Linked DNA regions of Rattus norvegicus: region 2 is linked to region 1. A link is a contact called in public Hi-C data. All regions are on one chromosome and are shown on one strand. The core of a region is the stretch at or near the end of the contact, and the rest is flanking DNA. Distances in the headings are between cores, read along the strand shown. Region 1 overlaps Tax1bp1 (Tax1 binding protein 1). Region 2 overlaps Jazf1 (JAZF zinc finger 1).

Region 1 (4,723 bases), core at 1,290-3,789:
TTTGAATGAACCTGGACCCCATAAGCACATTTATTTGCATGTCTGGTTTTTAGTTAGGAGAACCATTAGGGAAGGATTTGGAGAACTGGAGGTGTTTCACTGGGGGCATGTTTTAAAGTTTCAAAGGTCCGGTCATTCCCAGTCAACTCTCTGCCTTGTGGTTGTCTCTACAGCTACTGCTGCAATGTCATGCCTGCTTGTCTGCTACTACGACACCTCCCAATAATAACTGTAAACCCCAATAAATCCTTTCTTCTGTAAGTTGTCTTGCTCAAAATGTTTTATTACAGCAATGTTTTATTACAGAAAAATAAGACAGTATTCTTTTATTCTATCTTTTGAGACACACATAGTACAAATTCATTATCTACAGTTACCCTAAAGTTCGATCATAGCACAATAAAACATTTTACTCTTATCTAGAGATAAACACTGGCCAGAGGAGCCATGATGAAAATCTCTCAGTAACTGTTTCCCAGTGTATACTGCTAGTAAACACAATAATGGACTTGCTAAAGCCATGGATATACATTTCCACAAATAATCCACTCCCAAAGGAGCTAGAGAGAGGAAAACAATACCCTGAAACAAGGGCACACTACAGTTTATGTCCCTTATAAGGGACAAATCAAAACTGGCGTAAATGAAAGGGTCTTTTGAATGTACAAATGAGTAAGTATTGTGGCAACTTCGACCTCATCCTTGGTTGATATTCCTTTCCCTCACGTGCAATCAATCCTCAGACTGTGTGTGTGGATATGCACTTCTGTCCTCCTACCTGTCTCCCTTCCCTTGTTAATGCTTATATCTAGACCTGCATCACAACCTTTTCTTAAGAAACTCCCAAGTTTGCTTCATTAAAAAAAGGAATGTTCTGAGTAGCTATGAAAGCCCCTTGTGACCCACACATGGTATTCATTCATCTGCCTTTCACTCAATAAAGGCTCATTTAAACACAGCTGAAACAGGTAACTACAATAGAGGTTGCTAGCTTGATCAAGTCCTTCAGTTTTCAGTTTTTTTTTTTTTTTTTTCATTTTTCTTTTTTTCAGAGCTGGGGACCGAACTCAGGGCCTTGCGCTTGCTAGGCAAGCGCTCTACCACTGAGCTAAATCCCCAACCCCCAGTTTTCAGTTCTTACCTTGAAATGCTAGTACACAGTTGACTGTTGATCCTTCCACATACTGTTCAGGCATAGGAGACCATAAAAATGTGTAATAGTCACGAGCAGTACTCCATCCAACCTAAAGGAGAAAAATTTAAGAAGGAATGTAACTAAACACCCTAATATTAGCTAGACACATCATTTTTATTACATCCTAAAGTTAAAATATGCACTTAAAATTTTAAAATCTTGAGTTGTTATCAGGGATGTCTAATTATGATTTATTAAACTGTTACCAAAAGCTACAGAAATTTACATAAACTGAATGAAATGTCCTATCATATATTCAAATGCAAAGTGCTACCTAGAAATACACACATGATAAAATACAAAATCTTCTGTTTATTATTTAAAATAATTATGTTACTATACCCTGTGGATTTCTGTGTGCACAGATGCATGTTTGTGCATAGAGAGGCCAGAGGTCAATGTTGAATGTCTTCCTCAACTGCTCTCTACCTTGTTTTATGAGACAGGGTCTCTCACTGACTCTGGACCTCACCAATTTGGCTGAATTAGGTGGCTAGCAAACTCTAGAGATCCTTCTCTCCACCTGCTCTATGTCAGGATTACAGACATGAAGACCCAGCTTTACAAGATGGGTGCTGTGGAGATTCAAATTCAAATCCTTATAGCCATTTACTGATGAAGCCACCTTCCTAGGCCCTCTATTATGTACTTTTAAATAACATTGTTTTATATCTCATACTAAGGACCTGGGATTTTTTGGGGGGAGGAGGTGTTTTGTTTTGTTTTATATAAGTACTCTCTTGTAACTGAAATCACTAATCTTTCATCTTTGGCAAGTTCTGCCTGAAAGCAATTTGTATATCTTGGTTGGGAAGAGTATTTACATTCTAAGAGATCATTATACCTCACCTATTAACATATTTTCATCTTGGATATATGCAAGGAAAGATGTTTAAAACACACTGAATGTGATTCATGAGTCTCATGAATAAACTCATGAGAAACGTTCTTATACAACCCAGTACCATATGCAATATACAATAAAGAAATTAAAATATATGTAACATTTTCAACTTAAATAGACATTACAGATCTCAAACTGTGTTTTGTAAACAGATTAACTATGTTAAATATTGACTATTAGAGGTAAGTTTAAAGCAAGTACACTGTTAGCAACATTACATAAAACTATACATCCATCAGTCTTAGATTGTATGTTCTATGATTTTTCTAGATTCGTGTGTGTGTGTGTGTGTGTGTGTGTGTGTGTGTGTGTGTTTGTATACACATGTACTCTTGTGCACACATACCACAAGACAACTTTTGGGAGTCAGTCCTCTTCCCTGGGGATCGCACTCTGGCTGCCTGCCCTGGTACTGAACAGAAGACACCCTTCATACTTTCTGAAACTCCATCTCCTTCCTTCCAACACTGGCACTGTGAGTGTTTAGTTGGGAAGAAGCATACTTGATAAAAAGACTGGGAAGAGAACAGGAAGAAAAGAAAAGGCTTTCCTTTGGCTACACTGAGAAAATTACAAAGTATCTGAAGAGACTTCTGCCAAGTGAGTGAAAGTGAAAGTAAAGAAACCTGGAGAAGATAGGAGTCGCACAGCCCGCTCTGCTCCACTTCACAGTGCATAATCCAGAAAATCCTTTGGGAGAACTCCAAAAACCCATTAGAAAAACAAGTACTCCAGGACAGCTACAATTCAAGAGTACCTCCACTGAAGACAAAGAGGCATTGTTTTCTAACAACCACAAGGCTCTTTTCCCCTGCTGGCTCAGGAGAGAGACCATTCTGTTGGGGATCAGGGAGGAGGTAGACATGGATCTAACATGCAGACATTTTGATGGACTGTGCATGTTTCTGCCTCACCTGACTTGGCACCAACAAAACCAGGACAATTTGGATGCCTAGGCACTGGGGATGGGGGTAGGGATGGGGGTGGGGACTGTTCTACTGACATGCAGTACCACAGACAGACACAAGAGGGAGAAAGAGTACAAACTCCTGAAACAAGCAGTATTTTTCAGTTGGGAAATTACACAACATAACACATACCAGTGAAAGATTGAAGGGAAACCCAGAGAACCTTTGGACAGGGTATATAGTGAACGTTTTTCCTGTACAAACAAGTCTGAAATGATTCAAAGAGGATACTACTTTGTGGAAATCACAAAATGGAAAAATTCTTCTGAAGAATGCAAGATCCAAAGGAAAAAAATAAATTTTAAGAAACTTCATTAAGCTAAAAGAAAATAACCTCAGGAAACAGAGTTCAATAAATTATCTGGGGCTGGAAAGATGACTCAGTGGCTAAGAGCACTGACTGCTCTTCCAGAGGTCCTGAGTTCAAATCCCAGCAACCACATGGTGGCTCACAACCATCTGTAATGAGAACTGATGCCCTCTTCTAGTGTGTCTGAGGAGAACTACAGTGTATTTGTATATAATAAATAAATAAATCTTTAAATAAATAAATTATCTGACCAACAACCCAAAAATAATCATTTAATAAAGTTCAATGTAACCCAATAATCAACTGTCCAAAAATAATGAAACAAAAAATAGCCACACTACTCTAGAGATAAAGAATACAGTAACTGAATTGAAAACTTCACAAGAGGGTTTCCACAACTGACTAAAACTGAATAAAGATTCTGCAAACTTGGTCAGACATCAACTACACAGCAAGTCTGAAGCCTCCTACCTGGGCTTAAGAGCTTGGGGGGTGGGCAGTGGGGGGTGGTGAGCATGTGTGCAAGCTCAATGGATAGAAGGGCTTTCTTTCCACCAAGCCAGACAACTCAAGTTCAATCACTGGGACCCACAGGGTAGAAGGATAGAACTGACTCCTGAAAATTGTCCTTTGACCTAGACACACATACGCACAAACAAGCACTAGCACACATGTATACAGAAAATTAATTTAACTAAATGTAATTTTAAATTTTAGTATTAATAACTGAGTCAGGGAATATAAAACCATATGAAAAAGGGAGCTGAATATAAAGGAACCTACCTACCAATACAAACAACATAAACAGGTGGTGTACATCTTTAATCCATTACTCATAAGGCTGAGAAAAGACTGAGTTCAAAGCCAGCCTGGGTAGCAGTAGAAGACAATAAATAACAAACAAACAAACAAACACAAACTGACTTCTAGGAACAGAGAATCTTAGAGCATATTTGTACAAGTAGCAGCTGAAACTTACTAGGTAGGAAAAGGAAAATGAAAAAGTAAAGAAATTAAAAATAGCTAATGCTCTATGCCTAGAGCCCCAGATTTTGGGAGAGTGAGGTAACCTAGGCTATTAGGCTATAGGGAGTTTAAGGGCAGCCTAGACTACATAAGAAAACCATGTCTCTATAAACAAACAACCGAAAGCACCTTAGCTAAGCTAAGCCCAAGGAGAGACCAAGGCACATTATCATCAAGCTGCCAAAGGTCTTTAAGGTATAAGGGAAAAGTCACCGTACAAGGGAATACTACCTGCAGATTTCTCAGCCAAAACATTCCAAGCCAGAGGGCACCTTTAATATACTATAATGGGTGGCTTAAATCATTTCTTCCAACAAAAT
Region 2 (4,723 bases), core at 943-3,442, 120 kb before region 1:
TACCTTCCTTGATCTCAGTGCTGAAAACTGGTGCAGGGTTTTCACTGTCGAACCCTAGCCACTGAATCCTGTGACTGTGGCATTAACTTCCTTCCCCGAGCTGAGGATATGCACATATACTAGGCTTAATCCTCATCACCTGTCCCCTGCCCAGGCTGCCAGCAAGCATTGAGGGGCAGCAGGCAGCAGTGGGGGAGGATCATAAATGTGGCGGCAGTGGCGCCAAGCCTGAGCTGTGTTGCCATTCCTCAGCAGCCCACATGTGCTGGGAAGCCGCCATTCCTTCCTGGCAGCCTCAGCCTCCCAGTGGGAGATAAGCTGAGCTAGGGCCTAGTCTGGCAGCCAGATTCCAGCCTGAACAGACAGCATGGGGCTGACTTGGGATGACTGGCATGGGTATGCTGAGCACACCACAGCCAGCAGCTGTCCCCTTCTAACCAGGGCTGTTGACAGGTCCTGCTGAGAGCCCTTGCTCCTGAATTTAACAAATCTGGAGGCTCGACATTTTCATTTTGGGATTTCATTTGGAAGCATCATTTTATTAGAACCAAAATCTCCAATCCATTCTCCTGAAGACATACTGATCTTGTCTATCACACGGAGAATCCTCTGGGTGAAATTGTTGCCAGTCCCCAGGATCCCAGTAAAACTGCAACCTTGCCCTCAGACCCCTGCCTCCTTGGTATCCCTGTAGTCTCTCAAGAAAGTCTGTTAAATGACCACAACACCATGAAAGGATAGTTCAACACAGACTTCTTCGGTCTCATTGTGGACTGCCTGGGTAAGAAACCCTGTGAGATGTCTACCCACCTCTGTGAGTTGGCAAAAGTATGGGTTTTTTCATGATTCAAGAGATTTATAAATGGCCCTACACTGTATAACTTTACTAAAGGGAATATTTGGGCTAATGCTCCACCTTGCAAGTGAATGCTTTTGGCTCATTGACAGAGTGCTTTCTTAGTGTGCCTGAGGCCTAAAGTTCAGTCCCCAGTACTGAAAGGAAAAAAAAATCAATGCTCTTAGCTGTTAAGAAAAATAACTCAGTTCCTTTTAATACTTGTGCTGACTTAAAAATATTTTGAAAGACATGTCTTCAGAGAGGTTCTCAGACTAGCCGTGGTGGCACCCACCTGTAATCCCAGCAGTCTGGAAGGCCTTTAGTTCAAGACCACCTGGGCTATAGTTACAGCAAGAGCTGGAATAAGAAAATAAACAAAAAGGTTATTGATTGTTTGCTGAGAAGCAAGCAGACTCCCCCACAGTGTGGCCTGGGGAATGTCCATTGCTCCAACAGAACCTAGGCCTTCTTCCGTTTCCTTGTCTCTAGATGCTTCCTCATTTTTATCTCTTTAAAGGGGGTTCTTCTGATTTATGTGCGTGTATATAGGTGAGTGTTGTGGCAGATGTGTGCTGGTGCCTCAGAATCCAGAAGGCTTCAGATCCCCTGGAGCTGGAGTTACAGGCAGTTGTGAACTCAGGTCCTCCTCGAGAGCAGTGAATTCTCTCAAACCCAAAGACATCCCTCCAGCCCCAGCGCCATTTTTATCTTTTCAAGTAGCTTTCTTTTGGCAATATTTTATATCAATTCCATCTAAAATGTTTTAAATCAATATAAAACGCCCTGTAAAGATTCATGCTAAGTTCCCTAAAACACTTTAGAAATTCCCTATATTTTCCTAAATTGTCACTTCATTAGAATGAGAACTCAGCTGAGGAAGTCTCAAATGCGCCCTCACAGTTGATTTCTCTTTCTTCTTCTCCCTAACCTGCCCTCCTAAGCCGGGCGGTATGAGTGATAATTTCTGAGTGATCACTCAGAGCCTGTATTCTTCCAGACCTTAAGAACAGTTAGGATGTTGACAATGAAAACAATCAGTTGAAGACAGAAATTTGCGTCCTGAACAAGCCAATAAAGGAGTTTTTCCTAAGATTGGGGGGGGGGGGTGGTGGATAACCAGTGTCTGGCTGCCCTTAGGAAATAGCCTTCCAGTGAGGTCTGACTCAGTTTTGATCATCTTCCCCTCCACTGCTATTGAATGAAAAGCCACGCTGGCAAGAGGCTGCCAGGCTTGTGACCTGCAGAGGGCGCTAGAATACCGTATTTTCTGAGCCAGTCCTTCCAGAAATAAGGAACTGGGAAACTGTCGAAGGGGGAAGGGGGAAGCCTAAAGCTTCTTAATGCTTCCAGCAGTCACACTGCTTGCAGTCTGGTAAACAGGCTGGGAATTGTGGGCAAGGCCTTTCGCTGCGCTTTGCACTAGTGTAGATCAGAGGACTCTGTCCGGACTCATTACTTTCATAGCCTGGAGCTAGTTCACACAGCAGCAGGAGTCCACCGAAGGGCTTTTAATTAATGAAATTGAAACTGGCGCTTAGAACTGTGGATTAGGAGTAGTCAGGTTTTTTTTGTTTTTTAAGTATTTCAAGTAATTTATAAAGCACTTACATAAATAGAAAGCTTTAAATGCTGATATTCCATAAAAAGTAAATAAAAATATTTTTATGCATTAAGACTTAATTAAGTGGCATGATTTCATGTCACAGATTTAAAACAGGGCAGGTGAGACCTGCCAACATTACTACAGCTGCGTTTTACATGAGGAAAGTAATTAAAATGGTTGTTTATGTCTTTTTCCACTTACAGGTATTTAGACTGCTCTGTATTACACCATATATTTTCCCAGCCATCGTATTATGGCAGTATATCTTAGCAGGCGATACCTTTGTTGTTTGTGGAAAGGTGAGGAGACATTTGTCAGACAAAACAGCTGTGTGTGCCACTGAGGCTGACAAGGACTTCTTCCTGCCAGAGGGGCCTTTTGTCTGTTCACATGCACCTCTTTTTCCCCTCTGAATAAAATTCAATTAATTTTCACAAGAACAGTTTTCCCTTCTATTGTCAGGAAGAAAAACAGAAGGCAAAAACATACTGATCATCTGGACCTCACCCTGTGTGAATGAGTCCTGTTTGAAGCTGCTCTGTTTCTCTTGTTCAGCTAGGAATGTGCTAACCTTACATCAGAGGACCCACCTGTGTGAAGTCGAGTGGCAGTTAGCAATGGGAATAGTGTCCTGACTTCCCACATCAGAGCTAGCCTTCAGTTCTCTGGATAGAACACAGACAGATCTATCACTGTGTACTTATTTACTGCCGTTATTTATGTTAACAGTCACAATGACATTATTACTTGATGAAGTTTTAACGACGTTCATAATTTTGTGCCCCAAGAGGCATCAGTTACCAAGTGAGGCTGAAATCTCAAAATCAAGCTGAGGTCCCAGCACTCTAAAACATTGAGTGTAATGTATAGTACAAGCTTGGTGAGTCCCGGGTGGAGGACAGGGGCATTTGCCATTCCTCCAGCACAATGGGACTTCTTTTCAGGCTTTCAGTCACACCTGTGAGTTGTCCTCTTGCTCGGACTGTGTGAGCAGCAGTTGAGGATTCTGAGGTGCACACAGTTACAGAGGGTGGGGTAGGACAGCCTCCATAGTCATTTAGCAATCAATCACCTATAGGAACAAGGCGCAAATTCTCCTCTGTACCTCTTCCCTAATAGCAGTATAGCAGTTGAGCTATTTCAAGTTGCTTCTGCTTGAGTCAGTCAACAGTATCAACATAGATACAGTTGGACAGCCCGTCACCCTGATCTTCCTTGGTTGTTCGTTCCAGCTGTAGCCTCACCATGCCTGTGCCCTGAGCCTGCAGCCCAGCTCTGTGGCAACACTTTATCTACTAGAAAGCTGTTGTTTCATGGAGCACCCTCTATGCACGACAATGTGCCACTCAAGTGCTCGAAACATGATTGCCAGGCTTACTTTTCCACCTACTTTTGAAGAAATTGCATCACTGTTCATTTTTTTAATCATCACCAACTAGAGAATGAGAGAACTTATGTTTTTTATTCCTCACTGAAATTAGCTCCCTAAAATGTCCAACTTCCGTTCCCATTCATAACTCCCAGATCTGAAATATGCCCCCATGTTCAAAAATTGTAATTCTGCTAAATGTAATTTTAAGGCCTGCACCAGTGAGATAGTCTCCTCCCCTAGCATTGAAATTGCTCGCCCGTGTTTCAGCACCACCTCCTTCACTTACAAGCAGCGAGCAGCAGCCTGGAGTTAGCTCTGCAGCTTCAGAATTCCCAGCTCTCTATTTCTCTCTGAGAAAGAGCAGTCTGAGGCAGAGGGCTGGCCAGATGACTTTCCAGGGGCCATGTTTAGACTGTTCTCACTAATGAAACCTGAACCAGGCTCAAGCATTCCTTCTCAGCAATCTGTGCCATTCCTCAGAGCTCACAGCACTTCAGTACAAACCACCAAATTCCATTTTAAATTCCACTGGCTGTTTTCTGCTCCTGAAGTTATCACCACACCGCTGCGAGGCTCCGCTCCTTTAGTTATTGTGGAAAGCTACAATGAATAGGTTAGCGAGAGTCAGTTCATACAGAAACATGGGAATTTGCATTGTTGACAAGAACTGCCACAGCTCCTCTCCATGCCGGGCTGTGGCAAATGTGTCCTCAGACCCCCACCATGCTCTTCTTGCAGCCATGCATGCTGAGAACTATTGGGTTGGGTCAGTGACGCAGTCCACACACGACTGCACGTGGGCAGCTCCATTCCTTAGCCAGCACTCTTCGTAAGCTGCTGACTTCTTCCCTCCTTTGCTGATGATATTGTAGAGGTGCCCAGCACGTGACCTCTGCCCCCCAGAAGTCTC

What was found. A called contact is a pair of places that touch in the nucleus more often than the background predicts.
Region 2: a contact with region 1 is called in a Hi-C map of Schwann cells, with 8 times the contacts expected there. The contact joins two enhancer-like sites. A contact is called at or near these places in 4 of 12 Hi-C or Micro-C datasets (Schwann cells, frontal cortex, kidney and 1 more) and 1 of 1 datasets of contacts at active chromatin or transcription factors (oligodendrocytes).

Annotation. Positions count from the first base shown.
Region 1 is chr4:83,161,752-83,166,474 of GRCr8, reverse strand. Tax1bp1 (Tax1 binding protein 1) reads right to left here. Exons shown (of 18, transcript NM_001004199.1): 3 at 1,142-1,244. Among named protein-coding and RNA genes, the nearest start is that of Tax1bp1, 11 kb to the right of the region's middle. Within about 2 kb of position 2,539, at least 55 of the 93 cell types and tissues checked have an H3K27ac peak or open chromatin away from gene starts, as enhancers often do.
Region 2 is chr4:83,281,805-83,286,527 of GRCr8, reverse strand. The region is part of intron 2 of Jazf1 (JAZF zinc finger 1); the gene reads left to right. Among named protein-coding and RNA genes, the nearest start is that of Tax1bp1, 130 kb to the right of the region's middle. Within about 2 kb of position 2,192, at least 10 of the 93 cell types and tissues checked have an H3K27ac peak or open chromatin away from gene starts, as enhancers often do.